Linked DNA regions of Mus musculus: regions 1, 3, 4 and 5 are each linked to region 2. Evidence: chromatin contacts called from public HiChIP or PLAC-seq data. All regions are on one chromosome and are shown on one strand. Each heading gives the region's core, a stretch centred on a gene start, on an enhancer-like site or on the middle of the called end of the contact. The rest is flanking DNA. Distances are from core to core; before and after follow the strand shown.

The links. HiChIP or PLAC-seq counts read pairs in DNA pulled down with a chosen protein or histone mark.
Region 1: a contact with region 2 is called in an HNF4G HiChIP or PLAC-seq map of pancreatic cancer cells. The contact joins the enhancer-like site here to the promoter of Ntmt1 in region 2. A contact is called at or near these places in 5 of 39 promoter capture datasets (the HPC-7 cell line, frontonasal cranial neural crest, neural stem cells and 2 more), 5 of 484 Hi-C or Micro-C datasets (the HL-1 cell line, the N1E-115 cell line, bone marrow-derived macrophages and 2 more), 20 of 115 datasets of contacts at active chromatin or transcription factors (acute myeloid leukemia, bone marrow-derived macrophages, craniofacial prominence and 13 more) and 4 of 9 other capture datasets (adipose tissue, liver, macrophages and 1 more).
Region 3: an HNF4G HiChIP or PLAC-seq map of pancreatic cancer cells shows a contact between it and region 2. The contact joins the enhancer-like site here to the promoter of Ntmt1 in region 2. A contact is called at or near these places in 4 of 39 promoter capture datasets (the C10 cell line, cranial neural crest, liver and 1 more), 5 of 115 datasets of contacts at active chromatin or transcription factors (embryonic forebrain, embryonic stem cells, large pre-B cells and 2 more) and 2 of 9 other capture datasets (embryonic stem cells and liver).
Region 4: an H3K4me3 HiChIP or PLAC-seq map of embryonic stem cells shows a contact between it and region 2, with 5 times the contacts expected there. The contact joins the promoter of Ncs1 here to the promoter of Ntmt1 in region 2. A contact is called at or near these places in 1 of 39 promoter capture datasets (the SN4741 cell line), 1 of 484 Hi-C or Micro-C datasets (CD4 T cells), 2 of 115 datasets of contacts at active chromatin or transcription factors (embryonic stem cells and memory CD8 T cells) and 1 of 9 other capture datasets (adipose tissue).
Region 5: an H3K4me3 HiChIP or PLAC-seq map of pro-B cells shows a contact between it and region 2, with 3 times the contacts expected there. The contact joins the enhancer-like site here to the promoter of Ntmt1 in region 2. A contact is called at or near these places in 12 of 39 promoter capture datasets (the 3T3-L1 cell line, the C10 cell line, embryonic stem cells and 7 more), 2 of 15 datasets of contacts at CTCF or cohesin (embryonic stem cells and pro-B cells), 1 of 484 Hi-C or Micro-C datasets (the N1E-115 cell line), 7 of 115 datasets of contacts at active chromatin or transcription factors (bone marrow-derived macrophages, craniofacial prominence, embryonic limb bud and 4 more) and 4 of 9 other capture datasets (adipose tissue, liver, macrophages and 1 more).

Annotation. Positions count from the first base shown.
Region 1 is chr2:30,526,219-30,528,939 of GRCm38.p6, forward strand. No RefSeq gene overlaps it. Among named protein-coding and RNA genes, the nearest start is that of Gm14487, 7.2 kb to the right of the region's middle. Within about 2 kb of position 1,438, at least 28 of the 459 cell types and tissues checked have an H3K27ac peak or open chromatin away from gene starts, as enhancers often do. A contact at or near this core is called in the HL-1 cell line, the N1E-115 cell line and pancreatic cancer cells, where this site is marked.
Region 2 is chr2:30,806,574-30,809,273 of GRCm38.p6, forward strand. It overlaps Ntmt1 (N-terminal Xaa-Pro-Lys N-methyltransferase 1), which reads left to right and starts at 1,395. Exons shown (of 4, transcript NM_170592.3): 1 at 1,395-1,510.
Region 3 is chr2:30,318,038-30,320,856 of GRCm38.p6, forward strand. The region is part of intron 15 of Nup188 (nucleoporin 188); the gene reads left to right. Among named protein-coding and RNA genes, the nearest start is that of Gm39780, 21 kb to the left of the region's middle. Within about 2 kb of position 1,419, at least 8 of the 459 cell types and tissues checked have an H3K27ac peak or open chromatin away from gene starts, as enhancers often do. A contact at or near this core is called in pancreatic cancer cells, where this site is marked.
Region 4 is chr2:31,244,670-31,247,369 of GRCm38.p6, forward strand. It overlaps Ncs1 (neuronal calcium sensor 1), which reads left to right and starts at 1,254. Exons shown (of 8, transcript NM_019681.3): 1 at 1,254-1,573. The coding sequence starts at 1,510.
Region 5 is chr2:30,348,149-30,350,984 of GRCm38.p6, forward strand. Sh3glb2 (SH3-domain GRB2-like endophilin B2) reads right to left here. Exons shown (of 12, transcript NM_001289709.1): 4 at 2,436-2,569; 5 at 2,140-2,232; 6 at 407-469. Among named protein-coding and RNA genes, the nearest start is that of Sh3glb2, 9.7 kb to the right of the region's middle. Within about 2 kb of position 1,268, at least 33 of the 459 cell types and tissues checked have an H3K27ac peak or open chromatin away from gene starts, as enhancers often do. A contact at or near this core is called in bone marrow-derived macrophages, pancreatic cancer cells and pro-B cells, where this site is marked.

The DNA of each region.
Region 1 (2,721 bases), core at 188-2,687, 280 kb before region 2:
GTACCAGTGGCCAGGATTTTTTTTTTTTTGTTTCAGTTTCCACAATCCAACACCAAATGCATCCTCCCCCAAACTTTCATCTGGATTCATACTCTCTGAGCTACCACACTGGGAGCTTGTGACAACCAAGCCTGGCCTTTTAGGGCTCCCCAGGAGTCCACAGTGAGTGTGCCTGGCTGTACCCTTCAGAGGCTCACATCCCAACCTTGCTGTCCTCCAGTGACCCCTGTTGACACCAGGCTGCTGTCATGGTGTTCAGGCTGGAGCTTCTGCCCCCGGCTCTAGCCAGGGGCTTTCTTAGTAGTGACCATCCAGTTGGAAGGGCTGTTCTTTCCATGGCTCCAGGCCTCTGGGTTCTGTGATGTCTGCTTGCCCTGGAGCTGCTGTGGCTACTGTCTGTTCACAGGATTGTGGCCTGCTTACCCATGATGCTCGGGGCAGCCTCTGTGTGGCAGACTGAGGTCTGGATTATTTTCATTTCTCTTCAACCTGTGGCTTGTTGGCATCCATCAGTTCTAGAGACTCATTGGCTGGCTAAGCTACCATCTCAGTCTATGTGGTTTGGGGATAGAGCCCAGGATCTCATACATGGTAGGCAAGGGCTCTATCCACAAGTCATACCCACAGCCCATAGAATCACCTCCCCCCCCTCCCCCGGTTTATCGAGACAGGACTTCTTTGTGTAGCTCTGGCTGTCCTGAAACTAGCACTGTAGACCAGGCTGGCCTCGAACTCACAGAGATCTGCCTGCCTCTGCCTTCCGAGTGCTGGGATTACAGGTGTGCACCACTACCATGAGGCAAGAATCATCTTTAAACATTGTTTCTGTCTACTTCCCTTCTCTCTGAGATTCAATTAAACCCTATCTTTTTTTAGTCTGTTTTTTCCCCCAATCTCTCCATTTTATGCTTCTCTGAAATGCATTTTGGATGTTTTGTCTTAGATGTTTATTTTAGAGGTTTATTTTATGTGTATGAGTGTTTTATCTGAATGTATGTATATGTGTCTACCGTGTGTGTGCCTGGTGCTCTCAGAGATCGGAGGAGGCTGGAATTACAGATGATTGTGAGCTGCCGGGTCGGTGCTGGGAACCTAACCTGAGTCTTCCGCAAGAGCAGCAAGTGCTGAAGAGCTGAGCCATCTCTTCAGCTCATAAACACTTGAAGCATTTTCACATGCCTCGGGTACATGGGGAGGTCAAAGGACAGCTGGCAATCAGTTCTCTCCTTCACCACGTGGGTTTCATGGATCAAACTCAGGCGTCCGTGCTTGGTGGCAAGCCATATTGCTGGACCTGGATATTTCCTTCTGACCTATCTTCTTTTAATCTAATTCTTTCTTTGGCTGAATTGAATCCATTCTCCCACCATCCCTAGATTGTCTTTTCATCCCTTGTTTTAATTGCTTATTACTCAGAGAGGAGATGGAGGGAGGAGGAGGATGTGAGTCACAGGGAGCACGACCCACGATGCCACAGGAAGGAGCTCCATTGATGTGGCTGAGCCCATGGTCCCCAAAGCTTTCGTTCTCCAATTTCAAAGACTGCAGGGAGCCCTAGGGGCTCTTAACTCCTGAAAGGAGGAGGTCTCTGAGTTCTTAAGTGGCCATGTTGTGTAGCTCTGGATGTGGGGTCCCTAAAGGCAGATGGAACACAAGCGAGTGAACAATCCACAAAGAACTGATATCGCAAACTTGCAGCTCTTTGGTTTAATGGCAAGACACCAAAATTCAGATGTGTACAGCACCATCAGCAATGAGTCAGAAATAAAATCTCAGGGCTTTAGTTTATTTACGTACTGGCTTATCATATCGCTGGAGAGCAAATGCAACTACCTGTATGTGCTAGGCTGCTGCTCTACCACTGAGCCACATCCTTGACCTCTGCATCTCCTCGCAGTCATTGTCACAGTCATTGTCACAATCACGTCCAGCACTTCTGGTCTTATTTATCTTTTAATTTTGTGTCTTTATTTGCTTTTATTGTATGACTGTTTTGACTTGCATGTCTGCCTGTCTGTCTGTTCACTGTGTGTGTGTGTGCCTGGTCCCTGTGGACAGAAGAGTGTGTTAGATCCCCTAGGACTGGAGGTACAGAAGGTTGTGAGCCACTGTGAGGGGCCTAGGAACTGATTCTGGGTCCTTTGCAGGAGCACTGACTAGTGCTCATCAGCACCAAACATCTCTCCAGGACACCTCTACTCTGTTCTTTTATGAACTTGCTATATTGTCTTATAGCATTTTTAAAATTAATATATACACACTCTGAGGCAGGAACTTGTTATGTAGCTCAGGCTGGCCCTGAACTCACAATCTTTCTGCCGCAGACTCTTGAGTCACCACACCTGGCTGTTTCTTGTTGCTTTGTGTTCACAGGTGATCGTACAAACTTGCCTTTTATTGGATTTATTTCTTTGAAAACCTTTGGCCAGGTGCAGTAGCTCATACCTGTTGTCCCTGTGCTGGGAAGGCTGTGCTAGGAAGATTGCTGTGTGTTCAAGGCCGGTTTAGGTCGATATCATTATGGAGTGACATCCTGCCTCAAAAACAAAACAAAAAGTAGAGGAGGCTTATCAGGGGGTCTGATGACAGTAGTTCAATCCCTGGGACCCACACAGTGAAAGAGAGAGCTGACTCTCACAGCAAGTGGACCTCTGACCTCTATGTGCATGCCTTGGTACACACACACACTCACACACACATATATACACACAATACACTCAC
Region 2 (2,700 bases), core at 145-2,644:
AAGGAAAAAAAAAAAAAAAAGAATAAGTAAAAGCAAAACACAACTTTAAGCACCTACTGTAATGCAGAGCCCAGGAGGCATGACAAGTATGTCTAACAGCCGGTGTGTCAGCCAACAGAGGTGAGCTTAAGGCAAAAATACTTATTATGATAACCTTCATTGCCTGCAAGCCCCACTAGACTCTAGCCTAAACTCGCAAATCCCACAAATTTAACCCTCAGAGTATTGTAGCTGAATCATTACATCCACCAGTTAGAAGAGGCAACTTAGAACTCCGAGGCGGTTAGAGGGGGTTTGCATGCAGCAAGCTCATCTTTCCTTCAAGACCCGGTGCAGATTGTCTGAGTGGATAGGGAAGGGCGGTCCTCAGGAGGGCAAACTTCTAGATTTCTGCTTTATTTGGCCTGGCAATCCTTACCTCTGTCAAAGCCTTTCTTTCCTGTTCTCTTTCCTGGGTTGATATATTATTTTAATATACTAGTGGGCATGGGTGGATTTGAGCAACAATGGCTTTTAATCCTCCTCCCCCCCCCCCCCCGACAGGGTTTCTCTGTATAGCCCTGGCTGTCCTGGAACTCACTTTGTAGACCAGGTTGGCCTCGAAATCCGCCTGCCTCTGCCTCCCGAGTGCTGAGATTAAAGGCGTGCGCCAACAACGCCCGGCTTAATTCTCCTTTTAGGGTGGAAAACTCTCATGATGTTGGTTTTTAAGAATCCAGCCTTGTGGCGCATGGAGGCGCGTGCCTGTAACCCCAGCAACCACGTCGATGATGCAGAAGGATCCTGAAGTTTACGGCCAGAACTCAGTTGGACTCTTGTCTTAAAAGAGCTACACCCTCAAGTGTGTGAGATATCAGCTGTGGATCCTTCATCATGAAGTCCCTGCGCGTAGGCAAAAAACTGGGTTAGGATCCCGAAGGAAAAGGCGATCTGGCCGAAGAATAGGGCGATCAAACCTTGGAGTGCGGCGATCTGGCCAGGGGGCGGGGTGAACTGGCCTCGGGGACAAGCGAGGTAGCGATGGGGAGGGGCGAATTGGCCGTGGGGCGGAACTAGCTGGTCTTGTGTTTGGGCGAGCTGGGCGTGGGGAGGGGCGAGTTAGTCGCGCGGAGAGAAGTTCTGGGCGTGTCGAGTGAGCAGGCCGTGGAGCGGGGTTGGCTGTGGGGGCGTGGAGAGGTGTGAGCAGGCCCTGGAGAGGGCGGAGTTGGCTGTGGGGGAGGGACGATCTGGACGTGAGCTGCCTGTGGGACGCGGCGATCTGGCCCTGGGGAGGGGCTATCTGTCTGTGGAGAGGGATGAGCTAGTCTTGGGGCGGAGTGAACTGGCCTCGGGGCGGAGCGATCTTGAGTCCAGCCCCCTCCAGGCTCGGGGAAGTGACGTGTGCGGACAAAGGCAGAGGCCGCGAGGTGTCTGGTCCGGTAGAGTGGTGGCGGCTGCTGTGGGCTACGGTCTTTGCCAGCCTCCTTCTCAACCCGTCCTTTTCTCTCGGGTCCCTGGAGCCCCGACCCAGGTAAGTATCGCGAGGGACGCGGCCAGGGAGGAGGGAGGTGCTCACCCCAACTGCCTGAAGCGGTGAGGCCCCGTCGTCAAGTGACCTGGGCCTGGCCCTGGCCCACGTGCACGTCCCATGGAGGTTCACCGATCAGACCTGGGCAGGGACTCTGGTGACCACGGATTGGGTTGGAGGAAGCCACGTTGGTGGAGGCTGGCAAGACGTATCTTCACTCGCGCCCGTACATCACTTTCCAGTCCTCAGTTTCCCCTCTGAGATAAGGAAAGCAGCCACTGCAAGGTTGGTGTGTGGAATCGGCGCCGTGCTTGGCTCAAGTCCTCGCAGTTAAGTGCTTGGTTGCACGGGTTGCCATCACGTTTAACTGCCTCCAGCTCTGGCCAACATCGTTACTGTCATGAGCCCTTGAGGCCAAGGTCAGCCTCTCTTCTGCAAGGCTGCCTGCCATCTTTTCCAGATGCTCCAGGCTTTGCTGCTCCACCAACTGTGTGATCATTTTGGTCTTTAATCCTTTTGATAAGGGCCTAGGACAGGTGCTGTAACTGATGACAATGATGTATGGGGTGGGGCACTCAGTGACTGGGGTCTAAGTGAGAAGCCTAAATCCTCTCCTAACTTTTGGTCCTTTCCCAAGTGCTGTTTTAAGGCACATCGTTTCCTTAAGCTGGCTTTCCTGTGTGTGTGCTTGTGTGTGTGTTGGGGGGAGGGGGGATGCTTTCCTGAAGGCCAGAGCCACATAATCAAAAGGTCAGAGTCTGCAGGTGTGTGGTTCTGGGTGTACCCGGAGCTTGTGTTTGCATCTTCTGGACTGACCAAAGGCCACATGATCTCATAGGTGGGCTCCAGCTTTACCAGGGTCTGTGTGATTTGGAGGTTTTAACACGTTTTCCTTACTTGATCTTTTTAACTATGTTTGAACTAGGCAGAGGTGGCACACGCCTCTAATCCCAGCATCCAGGAGGCAGAGGCAGGTGGATCTCTGGGTTTGAGGCCAACCTGGTCTACAGAATGAGTTCTAGGACAGTCAAGGCTACACAGAGAAACCCTATTTCAAAAACCAGACAGAAAGACAGAGAGAAAAATTGTGTTTTAAGATTTTTTTTAAAGATTTATTTATTGCCGGGCAGTGGTGCTGCACACCTTTAATCCCAGCACTTGGGAGGCAGAGGCAGGCGGATTTCTGAGTTCAA
Region 3 (2,819 bases), core at 169-2,668, 490 kb before region 2:
AGTGACACGGAGACCATGGAGAAACTCTGCTTACTGGTTGGCTCCTCTTGGCTTGCTCAGCCTGCATTCTCATACCTGCCCAGGGCTGAGACCACTCACAGTGGGCTGGGCCTTCCAGATCAATTGTTAGTCCAAAAAATGCCTCACAGACTTACCTACGGGCCAGGCTAGAGGGGTATTGTCTCAGTTGAGATGCTTGCTGTATGACTCCAGCTTGTGTCAAGTTGACAGTGTTAGTAGCAGGCACACTAACCCCAAAGGTTTTGTGAGCATGTTCTCTTATGCTAGGACACTCACTGCTTGGTTTCTGAAGGAAAGCCCTGCTGAGGACATGGGAGCATGTGCGCGCAAGTGTGTGCGCGCGCGTGTGTGTGTGTGCGTGTGTGTGTTTATTCTGACTTAATGACTTTTCACCCCTTAAACACTGGAGGTTTCAGGTTTCCTATTTAAACATTTTTCCCACAGAGTCTATGCAGTATGAGATAGGATCCAGCCCTAAAGTGTTCTTCAGAGCACCCATCTTTTTATATACATATAATTCAAATATCAAACTAGAAGAAAAACAGTTTTGCTGTTTTCTGTATGTACATGTTGATACTAGTGAAATATTCCTATATTGTGTTTAGTTTTAGTATTTTTTTTAAGATATATTTATTTCATGTATGTGAATACATGAGTAGCTGTCTTCAGACACACCAGAAGAGGGCATTGGATACCATTACAGATGGTTGTGAGCCTCCATGTTGTTGCTGGGATTTGAACTTAGGACTTCTGGAAGAGTGGTCAGTGCTTTTAACCACTGAGCCATCTCTCAAGCCCAAGTTTTTTTGTTTTGTTTTGTTTTTTTGTTTGTTTGTTTTTTTTTTTTTTTTTTGAGACAGGGTTTCTCTGTATAGCCCTGGCTGTCCTGGAACTCAGTTTGTAGACCAGGCTGGCCTCAAACTCTGAAATCCACCTGCCTCTGCCTCCCGAGTTCTGGGATTAAAGGCGTGCGCCACCATGCCCAGCTCAAGCCCAAGTTTTAGCACTTCAAATTTGATTTAAAATCTTTTTTGGATGGGTTGTTTTATGTGTGTGTGTGTGTGTGTGTGTGTGTGTGTGTGTGTGTGTGTGTGTGTGTGTGTTGAGACAGTGTCTGTTTGTTTACATAGCCCTAGCTATCATAGAACTTACACTATAGACCAGGCTGGCCTCAAACTCAGAGATCCTATAGACCCTCCCTCCTGAGTGCTAGAAGTTAAAGGTGTGCACCAAAGTGCCCTCCTCAGTTTTAGTGTTCACACAAGTCCTTGTAGAAATCACGGACGGAATAATGCACATTTTCTTCTGATACTGTCAGATGTGCTTTCTATACGCTCCCTGGAAGCTCCACCTTGTGGAGAGACTTTGGGGATTGTTTGCTTAGTGATGTCAGAGTTAAAGTAAGTGAAAGTCCATTGCTGATTACACTGACTTCCTGCCCAAGTCATGTGTGGCCCATGAACTGATGTGCAGTGTGGGTTTGGAGGGTCACCTCTGCTCCAGTGCTGTAGTTTATCTCGGGTGACACACCAAAAAGGAGATGGGTCTCACTTGTCACCATTACACATTATTTGGTGTCATATTATAAATCAGACTTAAAAGTTAATAGGTTTGCCGGGCATGGTGGCACATGCCTTTAATCCCAGCACTTGGGAGGCAGAGGCAGGCGGATTTCTGAGTTCAAGGCCAGCCTGGTCTACAGAGTGAGTTCCAGGACAGCCAGGGCTACACAGAGAAACCCTGTCTCAAAAACAAACAAACAAACAAACAAAAAAAGTTAGTAGGCTCAAAGATGTAGAAAATAGATAATCCTTCTAATGACCTGTTTTGTGTGAATGGTTGTTAAGATTTAAATTGGGCTGACAGTGGTAGAGACAGAGACAGGCAGAGTACAAGACCAACCTGGTCTACACAGCAAGTTCTAGGATAGCCAGGGTTAAATATTGAGACCCTGTCTCAAAAGGACGAAGACTGGATTAGCAAGCTGCATGAAAAGGACCACCATCATAGGATCACCATCTGCACTACAGTGGGAATTCTGTCAGACACTGTTGACTCTGTACATTGCTTGCTCTACCCAGTAGAGTCTTGTTGCTTCTTCCACTCCGTCTCAGTGGAATAGTATTCTTTATACAGAGAGCAGTGGTCCAGTGTACAGCTGTGGTGAGAACAGCTTGTACAGCAATGTAGACGGCTAAGATTTGGAAAGACTCAAACATTATTTTGCCAGTTTAGTTCTCCTCGCTTTTAGAATATTCCACAAAGCTAAGTCAAAATGGTAGTCTTTATGGTCTGCCTTAAAATATTTAAAGATCGCCGGGCAGTGGTGGTACACGCCTTTAATCCCACCACTCCGGACGCAGAGGCAGGCAGATTTCTGAGTTCAAGGCCAACCTGGTCTACAGAGTGAGTTCCAGGACAGCCAGAGCTACACAGAGAAACCCTGTCTCAAAAAAAAAAAAAAATTGAAAGATGAACGTGCTCTGTAAACCTTCCTGGCACCAGGGTGATGACTGCTTGGCTAACCATACGTGCCACTTTTGCAGAGCATACTTCAGTACTACAGAGAAAGGGGCATAGCCTACTGTCCTGGCTGTGTGCCCTCTGCTGCTGTCTCCTACAAGGACCAGCAACTACCTCGCTCATCCCTTTGGTCCTCTGCAATCATTATGCATCAGCGTCAGGCCTTCATACATAATACTGCATTGAACATGTGAACTCTTAGGAACTAGCGTGTCATTTTCATAACCACAGTCCTCAACAAGAGATGGTTGGGAAAAGGCTGTGTATAAAATAAA
Region 4 (2,700 bases), core at 4-2,503, 440 kb after region 2:
GGAGGGAATGGCTTCATCTTGCCATGGTCTTTCCAGGGCTCTGGTTCCTGGCATGGGTCATTCCTCCCCTACCCGATCTATTTTCATGCCTTTCCCTGAGAACTCTTCCTCCTAATGTTGTCTAAGCCAGTTGTGAACCAGGGATCCTACTGCCTCCCCACCCACTTCCCTGTTTAGCTGGGCTGGCTCCCTGGCCTCTGCTACTAAGACTGGCTCACAGAAGTTGCCACTGGCCCTCAGGGCCTTCTGAGAGCAAGACATATTTCTGCTCCCCTCCCCCTGAGGCTCATTCTTTGGAAGAAGCAAGCGCCAATGGACTAAGAGGTCCAAGTTTTCCTGAGCTGTTAAGGAGACAGAGTTGGGCAGAAAGTCAGGAGAGGTCTCAATTACGATGACATTTTGGGAGGAGGGGAGAGCAGGCCATCCTTTTCCTGGAGTCCTTCCCCAGCTGCAGGCTTCCAGGCATGGAGCCCCACCAACAGGCTCTGCTCCCTCTGGCCACTTCAAGCAAGCCCCACAACAGAGAAGGTTTGAACTGCAAGTACTCCTGGGCACCGGGGACAGAGGCCAGGTCTTTGGGGAAAGCGGCTTGCCAGGCTGGTCTCCAGAAGCTCTGGCCCTTCTGCCTGGCCTCAGATCATTCCCAGCCTTGCCTGGAGCCCCGGGTGTAGAGGCTGCTCTCCCTCCCAGGCCAGACCCCTTCCAGGTTGATACCCCATTCCTCTCTCAATCTGAAGTCACTTCCCTCAAGGCCAGGCAAAAGTGTTCCCACCGAAACCCATGCCAGCCAGCACATCAGGATGCTCCTGGAGAGGTCTGGGATCGCGTCTGTCCTCTTGGCCGCCAGGTCCCCAGCGCCCAACACATCTAAGTGGAATGAATGAATTGCGCCGGGCAGGGATTTGGCCTCGTTCACGTCCGATTTTCCGGGCCCTCCCTGCCCACGCCGCTGCGGAGAGGGGGGAATGGATCGGCGGAGGGGGCGGTGCGGCGACCTCCCAGCGTCCCCGGAGAGCCAACAGGAGAGGGGGTGCCTCAACGCGGAGCTCGCGCCTGTCGGAGCTGGGCGGGAGGTGGCGCCGGGCGATGAGTGGCGGCTCCGAGTCCACCCCTGGCGCGCCGGTGCGGGCGGGAGGCGGGGAGCGTAGGGGCGGCGGCGGCGCAGCAGTAGCGAGCATGTGCTACGCAGCCCAGTAACCAGGGACGACCGCGGCAACCGAGCCCCGGCGGCTGCGGCTCTCAGCCCCGCGCAACTCCTCGCCGTGGCCGCTTGCACCGCCAAGGCCTGGCCCTCGCCGGGTCCCCGAGGCCCCTTGAACCGTCAGCCGCGGTCGCGCAGCACGCCGGAGCCCCGCGCACGGGACGCGCGGGCACGGCCAGACAAAGGCGCGGCCCCGGCCCGGCCCAGCCCGGCCTGCCGGCCTCCGCGCACCCCGGCCCGACCCAACCGCTCCCGCTGGGCGCCCCGAGCGGGTCCGGCCCGGGGAGCGGGGGCCGCGGCCGCCGAGCATGGGGAAATCCAACAGCAAGTTGAAGCCTGAAGTTGTGGAGGAGCTGACCAGAAAAACCTACTGTGAGTGAGCCCCGATCCCAGATCCCCGATTCCCCATCGAGCCGCGACCTTCCCTCCGCCCTTCCCGGCCGCGCCCCTGCCCCGCACCTGGCCCATTGTTCTATCCGCGCCCCCGCCCCCGGCCATGGCTGGGTGTCGCCTGTCAGCGTGCTCCAGGGACCACTCTGGGTCCTCAGGGCATCCGCAGCCCACCCGCTGCTCCCCTCCTGTCCGAAGGACCCGGGCTGTGCCGGGGCGGGGGGCAGTGGTCCCAGGAGGGGGCGCCCGGGCGTTGTGTGGCTCTCCTGCTTGGAGCAGGGTGGGTGGGTGATTCATGCTTAATGATGCTGCTGCGGCTCCTGCCTCTTGCGAGGTTGGCCTGTCGCCCCCTCCCTGGCAAGTGTGACTGTGTTGGGAGGAAGAGGGCTGGCGAGACTGGTAGAACGCTCAGGTAGTGACGGTAGAGGGCCAAGGGTCCTGGGCGCCCTCTTAGATGTCGCACGGTTGGGCTGTATTCTCCATCCCCCCTTCCCTTCTCCTGTCTCTACCGCACCAGGAAATGGGTTTACATGGCCCGAGCTGACGAGCGAAGGAAGGTCTGTCCCACTCCACGGTCCACTAGATCAGTCCCAGGCGTGGCTCTCCACTTGCCCAACTTCACAGATCTGCCTCTGCATCTTTAGTGCCTCCACACCAGGTGTCCCCCCTCCTCGCAGCCTCTCCAGGGGTGGCCCTGGAAGTGGGTCCTGGGAAGCTTTGGCTGAGCGCTCTGCATCACCCGGAAAGACAGGCAGTTAACTGACAGCTCGGTGTAGATGGAGGCTCTGGTGCAGTGCATGGTCTCTGCTCTCACCCCCACCCCCACCCCCGGTATCGGTCTTCTGAGCACGTTTGCAGGTCTTGGTCAACCTAGTGCCTTAGCCCCATGCTCCTCACTCTCCCAGACTTAGAACAAAGGGGGCTTTACTGCCTGGGCTCTCCTGGCCCCTGTCCTGAGGAGTTGGACACCTTGGAGGTCACATCCAGGAGAACTATCCTTCCCAGCCCAGGCTGCCTACTCTCTCTTTCCAGATTGGGTGGGTAGCTTTTTCTAGCTTGTTGCTGTTTGTGAGGTTAACTGGACCCTCGAAGGTGTGGCTCACAGCCAT
Region 5 (2,836 bases), core at 18-2,517, 460 kb before region 2:
TAGGCGGCCCCCCTCTTTCCTCAGGGTCCCCCCAGACCCATAAGGAGGCTGGAGTGCTGTGACTTTGTGGGAGAAAGTGCAGAATGGAAATTTCCTCAGGTTCCCTAGAGGTGGTACTGTGCTGTCCTAAGGACACGAAGGGGTTTTTCTGGACAGCTAGTCAAAATATCTTCTACCTTGCCTAGGGAGAAGCCAGTCCAGCCTGCCTGCTGGACCAGACAGGGCCACATGGAGTTGTCACTTCCCTGTTCTGAGCTGCACCTCAGCCCCTCAGGGCAACCTGCAACATGAGCAGGACCCTTTGCCTCACCTGCTGTCTTCTGGTTCTGCGCTGGCAGAGCCAGTGACAAGAGCTGTGGGCCAAGGAGGCCAGGGTGGGGCAAGGAATGGCAGGAGGGTTGCTTACCGCGGAGGCGCTGGCCGATAGAATGTAATTACGAGGTCTAGTCTCCTGAAAGTCAGGCACCGTCTGGCAGGGAACAGAGTTCATGGGGAGAGGGGTCACCCTGGGCCAGGACCAGTGTTGAGGCCAGGAGGTGGCCCCAGGGTCTCCTATAAGGAGATGCAAGAAACCCTGGCCCCTGGGACAAGAGGAAAGACAGATACAACACAGACCCTCTGCCCACTCCAGCCAGCTGGAGATGAGACGGGCTTAGGGGCTCAATGGGTCCAAATTGAAGATCCATTGGACAGATGTGCTGGGAGCCCAAGGAACCCACAGGCTAGGCCTGCCCCTCTTCTGGGTCTCAGGCACACAGAGAGGCCCAACAGGTGCGCAGCCCTCCCCACCACAGCTCTCTCCAGCTCAGAACTTCACCACGCTGTTTCTGGCTCCTCCGTCAAGGCCAGATCCCTCCCCACAAGAGTAGATAGATGGATGCATGGGTGGACAGTGACAGGCTTTTAACATTTGCAAGAAGCTGCCTCACAGGCCAATGCCTGCATCCCCACAAACCAGAGACTCTGCAGCCAATTGCAAAAACCCGAGGGCATGCCCTGGGCTGGCCGCAGCACCTGGGCCCTCGGGCGGGATGGGCGAACTGGAAGCAGCACAGCACATGGGACGGGTATACTCACATCGCCCTCACACTGAGCCAAGTTACCCAAAGCAGAAGGGAAAGGAACAAAAACAAGAGAGTTAGTAAGTCCACAGCAGGGGGAGCAGGCACAGCCAGACCCCTCAGGAGTCCTGGGGAGCAGGCCCTAGGGACACTGCTCATACCTCATGTGACTCACAGGCCCAAGGCCCTCTGGGCCCCAAGGGGAAGCGGTTACCCTGCAGTGACTAAGGAGAGGCAAAAGTGACAGGGAGTGTGACAGGGAGTGGGGCTGCTCTGCACAAGTGATCCCAAGAGCCATACTCTCTTCACATATGGACGAAGCACACTGGTGACCCGGGACCCTGTTATGGCTCTCGCCAGAGGCAGTGTCAGCCCCAGTGAGCACAGTGACCATGCTGTAGGGAGGAAGGGTAGAATGGTGGCGAGTTACAGGCAGTGGAGAGCCCAGCAGGCTCGCCTAGCCTGGCCCACCTTTCTTCAGCTGAGAGGCTGAGAGGCATAGGAGTTTCCCTAACAGACCCTGGGTCTAGGACTTTCCTTCTCAGGACCCATGTTGGCTGTTAGATCCCTTACACCCTTAAGCAGCCTGCATACCAAGACAGTGCCTGACCCTTCTGATGCAACCTGTCCCATCCTGGTTGGTGTAGGAGAAGCAGGCCGGCCCAGGCCTGTGTGGGCTATGGGGGCTGGCCAGCTCTAGTGCTCTCCACAGCCTAGGGGAATCTAAGCATAGGGCACTGTGTACCCCATGTTCAAGCAGCAGGTGGAGAGTTAGTGAGGGAGCCATGCCCAGGCAGGGACAGGCTGAGCACCCATGGAGGCAGGAAAGGCATGCAAGAATTCCATCTAATGTCCTAGAGGCTTGCAGAGTGCCCAGCCCAGTTACAGGCACTGTGAGTCTGCCCACCTCATACATGTCTGTCTAGAGCCACTAGAGTTCCCTGGGGTGGGGACAGAGACCATGACCTGACCAGGCAGCGCAGTCTAGCCCCAGCCAAGGAGGAAGAGCATGCTAAACACCAGGTCCCTGCACACTCCACCCCAGTGCCTGGAAGCAAGGAGGGGCAGGAGTACTTACCGTGGCTTTGGCTTCGGCTGCCTTGGCCTTCTTTAGCCGGGCTTTGCAGGCATCCAGGTCAAGACGCCGGTTCTGCAGGAGCCGCCTCTCCTTCTGCAGGGATGACAGGGACAGTGAGACGGGCCAGACCTGGCCAGACCTGACCAGAGACCCCTGGCAAACTGAGAACCACAAATGGAAAGTCATTCTTGGTCACTCAGCCTGCAGGAGCCACCTTTATGGAGGTCTGGATTCCCTCCCTGCCTGGGATGAAAACCTATGTGTAGAGTTCGGAGGAGCGGCCCCAGACTCCTCACCGAAATCGTTTTCCAGTCCCCCTCTAGGAAGTTCCGCAGGGGTGTGAGGAAGCTGAGGGAGGCAGTGTGAATGAAATCCCGCTCTGCTGCTCCGAGGCGCTTCTCAGCTTCTGACACCTTGATCAGCGTCTTCCCTGGCAAGAGAGTTGTAGGGTGAGAAAGAGGCAAACACCAGCCACTCCACCTCCAACAGGGCTACCAAGCAAGGATAGGCAACCTACAGAGTTGCCAACCTGAGACAGACAGACGAGCTGCACACCTAACAAGACACATGGACAGGGGCTACTGGCATGGCTGGGGTGGAGCCTTGCCTTGTAGGCAGGGCATGAGACCTGGTGTCTCAAGAACACACACAAGACTGGGGAGTTCCAGCATGAGAAAAAGGAGTTTGACAATTATCC